2 separate regions of the Gossypium hirsutum genome follow, and region 1 is linked to region 2. The links are chromatin contacts, called in public Hi-C maps. All regions are on one chromosome and are shown on one strand. The core of a region is the stretch at or near the end of the contact, and the rest is flanking DNA. Distances in the headings are between cores, read along the strand shown. Region 1 holds the start of LOC107937190 (transcriptional corepressor LEUNIG). Region 2 holds the start of LOC121225250 (coiled-coil domain-containing protein 93).

What was found. A called contact is a pair of places that touch in the nucleus more often than the background predicts.
Region 1: a contact with region 2 is called in a Hi-C map of leaf, with 2.3 times the contacts expected there. The contact joins the promoter of LOC107937190 here to the promoter of LOC121225250 in region 2. A contact is called at or near these places in 3 of 34 Hi-C or Micro-C datasets (leaf and seedling).

The regions. Positions count from the first base shown.
Region 1 is chrD13:62,142,362-62,149,006 of Gossypium_hirsutum_v2.1, reverse strand. It overlaps LOC107937190 (transcriptional corepressor LEUNIG), which reads left to right and starts at 2,082. Exons shown (of 19, transcript XM_016870039.2): 1 at 2,082-2,241; 2 at 2,486-2,611; 3 at 3,067-3,164; 4 at 3,272-3,381; 5 at 4,137-4,634; 6 at 4,707-4,795; 7 at 5,115-5,193; 8 at 5,267-5,342; 9 at 5,525-5,574; 10 at 5,689-6,000; 11 at 6,087-6,302; 12 at 6,580-6,645. The coding sequence starts at 2,580.
Region 2 is chrD13:61,656,392-61,662,741 of Gossypium_hirsutum_v2.1, reverse strand. LOC121225250 (coiled-coil domain-containing protein 93) reads left to right here and starts at 5,046. Exons shown (of 9, transcript XM_041109479.1): 1 at 5,046-5,266; 2 at 5,356-5,469; 3 at 5,606-5,785; 4 at 5,870-5,949. The coding sequence starts at 5,186. It overlaps LOC121202854 (probable 2-oxoglutarate-dependent dioxygenase AOP1), which reads left to right. Exons shown (of 3, transcript XM_041109481.1): 1 at 1-97; 2 at 1,042-1,366; 3 at 2,542-4,006. The coding sequence ends at 2,781.

The DNA.
Region 1 (6,645 bases), core at 833-3,332, 490 kb before region 2:
CTAAGCTTTTCCAAATGTGCTCAACTAGGTGGTTAAACATTTTAAAAAAAGTACTAAAATAGGGGTCAAATCTTTCAAAATTATCGATTAATGACTAAACTTTTTTAAAATTACTCAAATAAAGGTCTAATCTTTCAAAATTATCAAATAAGTGGCAGACCTTTTCAATTGTTGTATATTATGTTTTAAACTATGTTTTTATTTTTATTCTTTTAAGTAATATCTGACATAGCTATCATGTGTTTAATTTTAAACACGTTAGCACTCACCTAATTTTGTACTAATAGCTTAGGGTGGAATGCATGAAAGAATTCCTAAAATATTTGACCCTTATGTTAACAATCCCTAAAAAGATTTTGCACTAATTTAAACATTTAACTTTTTTTAATATTTAACTATATTAAATTTTTTTTATACAATACAAGTTCAAACTCACACATCTACACACTACACTACCACATAAACAAACCTACTATTTGAGCCTTAGTATAATGTATAGATGAACTCGAAACACTTCAATCAATGGATCTATAATTTGAGTTCAATTCATATTAAAACTTGAATGATCAACCATTAAGAAAATATCATGAAATTTTATTGTCCATTAATTAACTTTTGCTATTCATTTAAAAAAAAAACTCCTAGATGTTCAACCTTTTTAACCTAAATCTCTACTCTGTCGGCGGTGGCGTCGGCCTTTAGGCTAGTTACTGATCATGACTCTTTCATCATTTTTTTCGTGATTTTTATTTATTTTTTGTCCCAGTCTATATTATTGTAGCCTAGTAATGTTCTGTCGTAAATATGAGATTTGACAACGTAAGGGCGTCGCCAGATCTATTAGGAACCATTCTCGAAGGGTCTTATCATGATAAATTATGGTGATGGTGATAGATTTGAAATGATTATGAGGATAAGTCGTTTAAGACTTGACATTTTGTGCATTATTGACACAATGGGTCTCTTGGAGCTTTTGGCAGTTGTCTTTTGGTTGATCGGTGTTTATTGTAAGGTTGGATGGCGGAGTTAGGATGTAAATTTCAACAATTTGATACTTATCTGATTTATTTTCGAATGATTCTAGTATTGCATTTATTGTTAGTTTGTCTATTTCTCTTTACTTTTTTTGAGATTATTTTAGAAACATAACATTTGTGTATTAATTTATAATGATTTATTTATTGTTGATATCTTTATTTTTTTTCCGTTGAATTAATAGTAATTTCTTTTAAAAAAACGACACGAGTCATAGGATGGAATTAATTGAGGGCACAGTAGACAATGAAGTGAAAAGACCCCTGAAATAAATTTCCCCTCACTTGGGTCATATATAGGATGAATTAACATATTTATAGGGTCCAATATTCGAATTTATAATGAAAAAAAGTAAAAAACAAATATTAAAAAATATACCTTATTAAAAACTGTTAAAAATATTTAATAAAAGCAAAAATTATTTCAAATTTTCAATAGTTAATTTAATTTTTAATATTTAGACAGTCAGCTATTAGTTATATTATATTTTTAAAGTTTAAATATCGTGGAAGAATTTTGTAATATTTTAAGCTAATTTTAAAGGACATTAGTTTAGAACTATTCTGGCAAGTTGGAATCTAAAATTCCCAAAAATAGGAAAATTACAATAATGAATTAATTATAATAATTTTTAATCCAAAAAGGTTTGGCTGCTCACCAAAATAGATTAGATACAGTAGCGTTGGACAAAAAATAAGCTAAACGCATCCTATCGTCCATCTAAACCCACCTTTAATACTCTAAACCATGGGCACAGCTGAAATTTGAAACAAAAATAATAGATGAAAACCAGAAAAAATAAAACAATTGGGGTTTATTCATAAATACTAAAGAAATGAAGCCCCACAATAGAAAAAGCAATAGAATTGTATTTTTCTACTCAATTTACTAATTAACCCATACTAACCTCACCTAACTCACAGCTTTCTGGAATAAAATTAAGGAAAATTATTAAGGTTATATTGGTCATTTGAATTGAAGTACTGCCACGAAATCAGTCTCATTTTGAAAATTAAATAAATTGAAAGGGCTTTTCGTGTAAATTCAAGTAACAAAGCATTATGATATCTGCAACAGCAACCCCAAATCCACCCAAAGCTACAGAAAAGAAAGAAAATAAATTCACATACACCAAAAAAAAAAAGAAAAAAAAAGAAAAAGAAAAAAAAAGCTCTCAAAAATTAATAAACGTTTTTGGGATTGCAGGTATCTTTCCCTTTCTTTATTCTTTTTATTTTCTTTTTTTATTAAAAAATCCATAAATATAATAATTTCTGATATTGCTAAAATTAGAGAGGTTCTGTCTGTTTATCTTCTATTATTCTCTACATAGATTCTTCTCTTTCTACTACTGTAATAAGTTTTTCTTCTTTGGGTTTTTAAAAGTTTTTATTTTTAATTTTTAAAAAACAATGTTACAATGAGTTAATATTTTTATTTTTCTGGGTAGCTTTAGAAACTTGAAGTGAAGCTGTTTCAGACAAGTTACCTAGGAATCTGGAGCTGTTCTTTAGTGTTTTTGGTCTGTTGTTGGATTCAACAAGATGTCTCAAACCAACTGGGAAGCTGATAAAATGTAAGTCTTTTCTTTTTTTCCCTTCTTGTTAAAGTTAACTTTGTTTTGGGTTTTAAATCTTTATTATTATATTTATTACAATTTCTTTAGCTCTTTAATGTGGTTTTTGATGTTTTCCCTTTCTTTTTTGGTTTTATTTGAGTTCTGGGTATGTAAGCTTTTTCTGGGTTTTTGTTTGTTCATTTTGATGTCTTTAAAGATTTCAATTTTAGTTCTTTGAAAGCTTGGTTTTTTTAGGGTTTTGTTTGTTGTGGAACTTCAAGTTACTGTTCTTCTGTTTTGCATTATTATTTTTATGTAAAATGATAAATTTGATTTAGGGTTTTGTTGTTTATCAGATTTTCGTTGTATAAAGCTTATAATTTTATTTGCTTATGGAGTTATTAGTTATGCTTGTAAGTTCTGATTTTGCTCTTATAAGCATACTGTATGGCCATGTATTTTGTCAACAACAGGTTAGATGTGTATATCCATGATTATTTAGTAAAGAGGGATTTAAAGGCTTCAGCTCAGGCTTTTCAAGCTGAAGGGAAAGTATCATCAGATCCTGTAGGTAAGCAACTAAATGGGTTCGGGAATTATGTTAAAGCCAAAGATCTGTTCTTTTATATTAGATTGTTTAGTACTTTCATTGATGCTGGTGCTGAACTTGGTATCCAGCTATCGATGCACCTGGAGGTTTTCTCTTTGAATGGTGGTCTGTTTTTTGGGATATATTCATTGCCAGGACTAATGAGAAGCATTCAGAGGTTGCTGCATCTTATATTGAGGTTGGTTTTGATTTTATTTTTCTATTTTGAACTGTTAATTTGTTTCGAGTTTGTACTAGCCATGGATAACCTACCATCAACATTTTATTTTTTGTTTAATTTGTCGCGGATTGTTTTCTGTACTTGGAAATTGGAGTCCTCTCCTGAAAGCATATTGCATGATGAGCTTGTATCAAATGCTCTATGGGAACTGGTAGTAAAAGTACCATTGAGTCCCCCATACTAGGATTCAGATTGCATTTTGCCCCCTTAACTCAAAAAATGGGCAAATTAGTCATTGTATGTTAGATCAGAGAACAAACTGGTCATTTATGTTAAAAATTTCATCCATTTCTACTGTTAAAAATTGGTTTGGCTGACAAAATAACCAGATAGTTACACTTGGTGTGTTATGTGTACCTTATGCTGGCGAACAAGGACCAGTTTTTAACAGTAAAAAAAGATGAAATTTTTAACAAAAGGATTAGTTTGCTCTTTGATCTAATATACAGGGATTAATTTGCCTATTTTTTGAGTAGAGGGGGCAAATTGCAATCTGACTCCTAGTACAAGGGCCTCCATGGTACTTTTACTGGGAACTGGCTAACTAAGGGTATTTTTATTATTGAAAGAAGGGAAGCAATCGAAGGCAGGAGAAGTGTTCCCTGTTGTATTTTGTTAAGAATGTTTATTATAGAGTAGATTACGAAATTTTCTTGTCTTCCAAATGATTTCTTCTTAACATATGTGATGTATATGGTGCATTGATGTTGCAGACTCAATTGATTAAAGCACGGGAGCAGCAGCAACAGCAGCAGCAACCTCAACAGCCTCAACATCAACAGCAACAGCAGCAGCAACAACTGCAGATGCAACAGCTTTTATTGCAGAGGCATGCCCAACAACAACAACAGCAGCAACAACAGCAGCAACAACAGCAGCAGCAACAGCAGCAGCAACAGCAACAGCAACAGCAGCAACAGCAACAGCAACAGCAACAGCAACAGCAACAACAACAACAACAGCAACAGCAACAACAGCAGCAACAACAGCAACAGCAGCAGCAGCCACCACAGCAGTCCCAGCAGGCACAACAGCCTCAGCAACGAAGGGACGGGTCTCATCTCCTAAATGGCAATACAAATGGACTTGTTGGAAATGACTCTCTCATACGTCAGCCTGCTGGAACTGCTAATGCCATGGCGACTAAGATGTATGAGGAAAGACTAAAATTGCCACATCAAAGGGATTCTTTGGATGATGCAGCTATGAAGGTTGGTTGATCATTTTTGATTTCTTAGAAATGTTTTCTTCTTTTAGTTGATCATTTTAGGAGTTCCTTACAGCAAAGGTATGGTGACAATGTCGGCCAGCTCTTGGATCCAAATCATGCCTCGATATTGAAGCCTGCAGCTGCAACTGGTCCGACTTCCGGGTGATTTATTTTACTTTCCCTTTATTACACAAAGAAGAGTCTTTGAATGCAAATGTTTCTGAAGTGAAACCTAGACAAAATTTTCAGCAGTGTTAAGTAAGATAATTCGGTTAAATGCTGCAGAAGGTTTACAACAAAATTTTCACAGTAATTCCCTTGTGTCTTGTGGTCTATCTGCTCTAACATGAACTTGAGCCACTGAATGCCACTGAAACCTCCTTTTTCATCTAAAATAGTGTCATGCATTTAGGGTTTATTCAAGCATCCAAGACTAAGTTGTTTTCTGCGATAAACTTATTTGGATTCATGTATATTTTAGGCAAGTATTGCATGGTACAGCTGGTGGAATGTCTCCGCAAGTTCAAGCTCGGAGTCAGCAATTGCCAGGAACAACACCGGTAGGGTCACCTTAAATGGATCTCTTTCATGTTTCTTCCCTTTGTCATGTTCTGAAATTTTATCTGGAAGCAGGATATAAAGAGTGAGATGAATCCAGTATTGAATCCTAGAGCTGCTGGTCCCGATGGATCTTTAATGGGAATTCCAGGTAAGTTTCTCTTTAACAGGTTTTTCTGTTTAAATTGCATCTTTCCTTTGAAAATGGCACACTAATGATAGCACGTGCTTGTCCTTGTGATTGACTCGGGTCATTTTACTTATTTATTTGGAATCTAAGTTCATATTACTTGTATATTTGGAATCTAAATAATGTGATTTCATGTTTCTCAGGGTCAAATCAAGGTGGTAATAATTTAACTTTGAAAGGATGGCCATTAACAGTAAGTTTTATCTTTTTATTGGAATGTTTTTATTCATACATGTATTAGTGAACTGTAAATTTTATTTTTCATCTTATGTTTCCTTTGAATGGTTTTCGTTTGATCTGTTTTTAGGGACTGGACCAACTGCGCGGTGGGATCCTTCAGCCGCAAAAGTCTTTTATGCAAGCTCCTCAGCCCTTTCATCAACTTCAGATGTTGACACCACAGCACCAGCAGCAACTCATGCTTGCTCAGCAGAATCTGACATCACCATCTGGCAGTGATGATAATAGAAGATTGAGAATGCTATTGAATAATAATCGGACCATGGGCCTCGGAAAGGATGGCCTTTCTAATTCTGTTGGTGATGTGGTTCCAAATGTATCACCTTTGCAGGCTGGCAGTCCTCTCATGCCTCGGGGAGATACAGAAATGCTAATGAAGGTATTACTGTCCCTATGAAGTGTGCTTTTACCTCGCTTTATTCCTTGGTATCTTTCTGTTTCTTATATATTTCATTTGCTTTGTAGTTAAAATTAGCTCAGTTGCATCAACAGCAGCAGCAACTGCAACAGCAACAGCAACAGAACAGTAACTCACAGCAACAACAGCTTCAGCAGCATGCACTTTCGAATCAACAGTCACAGAGTTCTAATCCAAGTTTACATCAACAAGATAAAGTTGGTGGAGGTGGAAGTGTCACTGTGGATGGGAGTATGTCAAACTCATTTCGAGGGAATGATCAGGTCTGCCCTTTTCTGGTTATATGTAATTCAACTTGCCAATATCATTCCTGTTTGAGGGTTGTATCTGCTTCCATGTGACACCCTTTGCACATGGTGCTATGGTGTTTAGCTTGAAAACTTATTTCTTTTTCCCGGTCAAGTGATTTTGGTTGTAATTGTAGGCTATTTTGCTGCCACATGTATGCGAATGGTCATGTAAAGCTTTTTAGTTCCGATTCTTAGCTTTATAACATATATGGTTAGGTTTCTAACATGATTTCCTTAAATTCATTTTAAGGTTTCAAAAAACCAGAATGGAAGAAAGAGAAAACAGCCAGTGTCTTCTTCAGGCCCTGCCAATAGC
Region 2 (6,350 bases), core at 3,797-6,296:
CTTTACACGAGAGCTTCGGCATCGACGACGCCACTCGTCTCGAAGCCGCTCGAGACTTCACTCACCTCATGTGGCCTCAAGGAAACCCTGCCTTTTGGTAATGTTTCTTCATCCTTTCTGTCTGGTTTTTACATGTTTTTTGGTGCTGAATGATGGGTCAATCAATCTTTTATGTTTGGTTGCATTGGCTATATGTATTCAAGCTAAAATACCCTAATAACATTTGATTTTCATTGCTATACTTTGTTGAAGCAAGTAACTTTCTGGTTTCAAAACAAAACCAGCTATAGTTTGATGAGATTTTCTAACATTTTTCTTTGATTTTCACTAAAAGAACGTACGGGGTGTCAAACTTTTCACTTGTTTTAGGAAAACCAAAAGGACCCTTTGTCACAATCAACCGAAAAATGAACTTGAAAAATCATAATATATGTATATTTATCTCTAATGACAATAAGAAAGCTATAGTTTTGACATGATAATGGCTGCCACCAAACACCTTCACTACCAGCCAATTCCATATTTAATACAGTGCTTATGCTTGAAATAGATTTGCATTTAATATACATTGCCAATGCCAGCTTTAAATTTCTTTAAAAAGAAAAGAAAAAACATTTTTGTTTATTTTACAAACACATGCCTTCGCCAGAAAAAAATCATCATTCATCATAGAGAAAATAAAACTTATGGTCAGTCTCTTTGTAACTGGTCTTTTGGCTGCAGTTTCATTTAAGTCTTCTGTCAATTGCTCAGCTGTAATCTGGTCTACATATTGGCCAACTCAAAGCACTCCATCACCAATCATGAAATCCAGCATTAATAACATAGACAGACTGTTTAAATTCATTTGCCATTTAGTGTCAAAAATGGTAAAAAAATTTAAACAATTTTGCGTATTAGTGCCGTTTACAACGTCACTATTATTATTTAGCGACGTTTTTTTGCTTCTCATTTCCGTCACTAAAGACTGATGGTGACAAAATCATAATTTTGTCACCAGTTTATGTACTAATTGCACTCTTTTTTTAATCATTATGATAGTGAGATACTCAATATGATGAGTTCAAAGATGCTAGAGCTAAGTTTTATGATCCTTGAAATGATATTCGAGAGTTTTGATATCGAAGAAAAGAAGTATGAAGCTCTGGTGAGAGATAGTGTAAGCTTTTTGAGGGTGATGAAGTATAAAGTACCGACAAGTGAGGACCAAAATTTAGGGTTGGTGGCTCACACAGACAAGAATGCTATCACTATTCTATGCCAAAATGAAGTGCAAGGGCTTGAGATTGTCACTAAAGAAGGACATTGGGAACAAGTGGTGGTTCCCAAAGATGCTTTGGTTGTCATTGTTGGTGATGCACTTAAGGTAAGTATATATAAAAAAATAATCATTCTTTCATTCATCATCCTCTCTTTTTCACTATGGAAATACATGATAGTTACCAATTTAATTGAGTATTTACATAAATATCATATAATAAAGAAATAAATTCAATAAATTTAATGTACCACTTCCTAACAAATTTTTGATTGTGAGAGAGTTTAATTAGTAATCACTGAAATTAAAAATCCAACGCTTTCAAATAAGATGTCCTGTTTTTAACTTTTTATTTGCGTCGCGTGCATCCCAAATATTTATACTATTTATAAACCTTCTAAAAAAATTCCCTTGTACTTCAATAAAGTTTTTAACATAATAACTCGACTTAACAAAATTCAAACAAACTACAACAGCAGATGAAGTGTTGGTAAAAATGAAAATTTTGTAGTTATTGAAGTTTTCTTTTGAATGAGAGAATGTTGAGAATGTTTTTAAGAAAATTTGTTGAATTGGTTTAGAGTTACTTGACTTTAATAGTTTATTTTTCCTGCAAAATAATGCCACACGGCAACTTTTTTCAGTAATTAACATCATTAGAAGGAGATACTAAATTGGTAGATAGAAATTAAATTTAGGTACCGCATTAGATATTTTGAAAGTGGAAGTATTATTAAAATTTTTATTAAAGTATAGGGGATTTTTTTTTATCCTTTCTTTTGTATATCCCAAAAATTAATAATTCAATTTAAGTTATTTTAACCTAAAATTTTTAATTTTTTACCTCTCAAATTTTTTTTTAAATTTTAACTTGATCTAATACAAAATTCTTAACTTCGTACAGTAAATTCTTGAAAATTAAATAAGGAAATACAACAACCAATAAATAGCATATATCTTGAAACTTGCATAATCAAATAATATAGTAAAACAACCTAATATAGTAAGGTTTAAATACAAACACATGTTGTTTTAAAAAATTATTTTATTATTTTAGTAGCCATTTATCAACCTCTTAAAGAATGTAGGAAGCTGGACACTTGAATACATCTCTAGAAAAGAAAATGTAGAAGCAGATCGAATAGTTAAAATAACTTTTAATAAAAGAGAAAGATTGTAATTGTTTACCTATAATCCCTTTGTTTTAGTTTAATTGGTTGTATTTTTTCTTTTTAAAAAAATAAATTTTTAAATAATAATAATAAAAAATTTTATATATATAGGCATGGAGCAATGGAAGACTTGTAGCAGTGAAACATAGGGTGGTGATGAAGGGGGAGAAAGAGAGGTACTCTTTCGGGCTGTTTACAGTGCCAAAAGAAGGAGCAATGATAGAGGCGGCACGTGAACTTGTCGACAATGAACATCCGCTCCTTTACCGCCCTTTCAAATTCGCCGACTATTTCTCCTACTTTGTCTCCAATCTAAGCGACGATGCCCTTGAGATTTATGCCGGCGTTTGACTCACTCTCATTTTCTTCTCTTTGTTTTTTTAATTAATTTTTTGTAAACTAGTTTTATTATATATGCTGTTTTTTCTTTTTATATAAAAACAAAGTTAAGATTATTTAAATGAGATTTTTTTTATAATAAAGGATTTAAGAAAATAAAAATTATTTAATAATTGAATTCGAAATTTATGTGAATCGAAAACTTAGACATAAACCTTTATCATTCCATCTGCAATTCAATAAATGGAATTTGAGAACGATGGAAAATTTTTTATAAAAATAATAATATGAACAAATATGTTTTGTTGTCTATTGACTGATGCTTCACATCACGTAAGCCATCGATGAGAGGTTGGTTTGCTTCTTGGTGTTCCATGCTTCCTACTGTCCGTTTGGTCTACCTTTATGGCCTTTCGCTTTTGACAATTCTTGTTTGATGTTTGGCGAAGCTCTTCTGCTTTTATAGTGGTGAAATGTTGACCAGGATCTGAGTATGCCGTGTCACTACTTAGAAATTATTATCTTATACTATTTTTCGCGTAAAATTTATAAAATCATAGTTCGAATTAGTACCAGCCAATTGGCGTACAAGACGCAATAGTGTAATACACTTTAAAACCCTTAAAACTTTACTGCAATTTCATTAGAAACGTAGTTTATCAAAGATAAGTTTTATATACAAATTCTTTCTCAAAAATAAACATATTGACATCACCCTCCCATGTCATGCATAATACAAAATAACAGATTTCTCACGGCAATACAGATCCTCTGGCGTAGCCTAACTAAATTTCCTTTTCTTCAACAGCAAGCCTGAGAAGATAAGGTAACAGCGACCAGCACACGAGAATTTCCTACTTGAGGTGTGCATGTTGATGGCCAATTGCAACAACCACGTTGTTCTGAATGGGCCACAAGTTGCAGAGACCAACACACGAGAAGATCAGGGAGATGGGCCAGCACTACACACAAGACCCACTCACAACCGCAAGGCATCTCAAAAGCTTACTGAGTTTGTTATGGGGTATAAAGAGGACATAAGAATGATGAATTAATTATGCTACTCTATTGTAAATCTGAAATTTTGTATTTCTCATCTCCTTCTCTCTGTGATTACTGGTTTTTGGTGTTTGAACTTACTGATATTCTGTTGCAAAAATAGATTGAATTACTCTTTCCTAGCTTGTTTTCCTTTGGGGATATTTTACTTTTGGTTGAAGGAAATCATTACACTCCACACGTTTGGTCCCGGTGCTCTCTCCCTCTTCTTCTTTAGCTTGGAGATAGGCCATACGGCCTCCTGGCCCAAAGGCCCGCCCAAAAAATGGGAGGATTTGGGCAAAAAAATAATACTCGTTTTTTAAACAGACCAGGCTTTAGGTAATTTTTTTTGGCCCGGCCCAAATTTACAAAAAAAAGTTGCTTTTTGCTATTGTTTTGGTGTCGTTTCGCCATTATTACTACTATTTTTATTGTTATTGTTTGATATTATATAATTCTTATTATTATTTATTTTCATTTTGCTAAGAAACATTTATTTGATGTACTATATTTTTAAATTTATTTTTATATAAAATAATTATATAAAAAATTAATATGGACGGGCTAAGTCAAGCTCGAATTTTAATATTTTTATTCAGGCCATACCAAAACCTAGCTTAAAATTTTATTGAGGCCAGACTTGGCTTTGATCATCTCTATTTGGAGGTGGCAGAGTATTGTTAGGATTTTTTGGGGACTGGGCTTAGTTGGGCTTTTTCCTTTGGGCTTATGGTTGTATCTTTTTAGATTTTTAGTCTGTATTTGGTTAAGTGAAAAGTAAAATAATAAATAATACTAATATTTCTTTCAAAAACAATATTAATGTTAATATTGGTAAGCAGTAAATTTTATATAAATAAAATTAAAGAAATTATATCAATTTATAAAGTCAACTTGCAGCATCATCTAGTGTTTTTTTATTATAAATATTTTTTTTATGATTAATAAAATTTATTAAACAAAATTGAGCTTTTTGCATTGCTATTAAATATTATAATATTTATAATATTTTTATATCAATCAAATGATAAATTAATTTAAAATTTTAAATTAAAATACACTTTATTAATTTTATTTATTTTTAAAAATAAAATTATTATATATTAAGAAAATGATTATATTTTTGGTGCAATTTTTTTGCACGCGTGTGATATAAGTAGAAACACTTGGGCCGAAACTGCATCCAATGGGCCCATTTAATGCTCAAAACCCTCAAACCATAAGCCCACTAACACCATCTTCTTCTCTAGCGTCTAGTAACGGTTTAACAGATCGTTAAAATTAAAGAGCTCGCTTTGAGTACCGCGTCAAGCTACGTCCGACTCAGTGTCCGAGTCAACGATTCCTCATCCTTAGCTGAATCTGATCCTGAACAATGCAAGAGGGCAGCAGCGAGCAGGAATTTAACAGTATAAGAGCTTCAATTGCGATGTTGAATTCAAATTTAGATCAACAGGTTAATCTTTTATCGAAAGTTATTTATTTTTTGTTATTATTATTATTAGGTAAATTTCCACATTTCTAATGACCTATTTGATGATACAGAATCAAAGGAAGATTAGCGTTCTCAATGAATTACAAAATTTACAAGAGAAAATTCGAAAGGAAGGTGCTGAATCCAAAGTGAAGAAATTCGTTTCCCTTTTGGAGAATTTAAAGGTTTGAACTTCTTTTTCCACTTATTGATATGTTTTAATTATTATTGCGCCATTTGAAAAAAAAAGCATTTTTTTTCTAATAAATTCTAGAATCTTGGATGCAAATTGTAGTTATTATTTCTCAAACGTTTTTCCAGTTACTAGAAAGACAAGAATCTGAAATTCGGTGTGATTTTGATGAAAAACGTTCTTCACTGGAAGCTGAGGTTAGTGATTTGGAGGAAAAAATAGCAGCTGGATCTGACAGCAAGATGCTTTCTCGTGGTTTAGATGGTTCTTTAAATGAATCATTGCAGAAGCTTAATTCAGCAAAGAGGGTAAAGTAACTTAACTTTTCATGGACTTAATCGCTTTTAAGTATATAAATAGTGACTAACAATTATGGTATATTTGGGTCATAGGAACTTGCAGCTAAACTGAGGGCAATAGTATCAATAAAGCGTCAGCTGGATGATGCACCCTCCCAGTCAGAACTTATCCAGTATGTTCACCTTCCTTTTCCATTGCTGTAAAGTTTTAGGCCTTGAAATCTTGATATTACATAGGTTGTCTGTATATGACTAGTTTGGTGATCATTCATGAGTTGTACTCAATTCTATGTAATCTGAGGTTTTATACTTGTAACTGTAAAGTGAGGTTTTATACTTGTAACTGTAAAGAGCATTGCTATATGAAACTTTTAGAAACAATTTCAACCAAATAGCAGTATGAAGCTTTTCATTTCATTTCAAATATGTTTGTACGTACAACTTGGCACTGCCTGTTATTATCCATATGATAAATCAAGAGTTTAGTTCTGGAGAATGTAGGTTATCCCTTAGCAATGTCTGCTTCCTCTGGGAAAAATAGACAGAAAAGAATAAGAGAGCAATTAATTTTAGA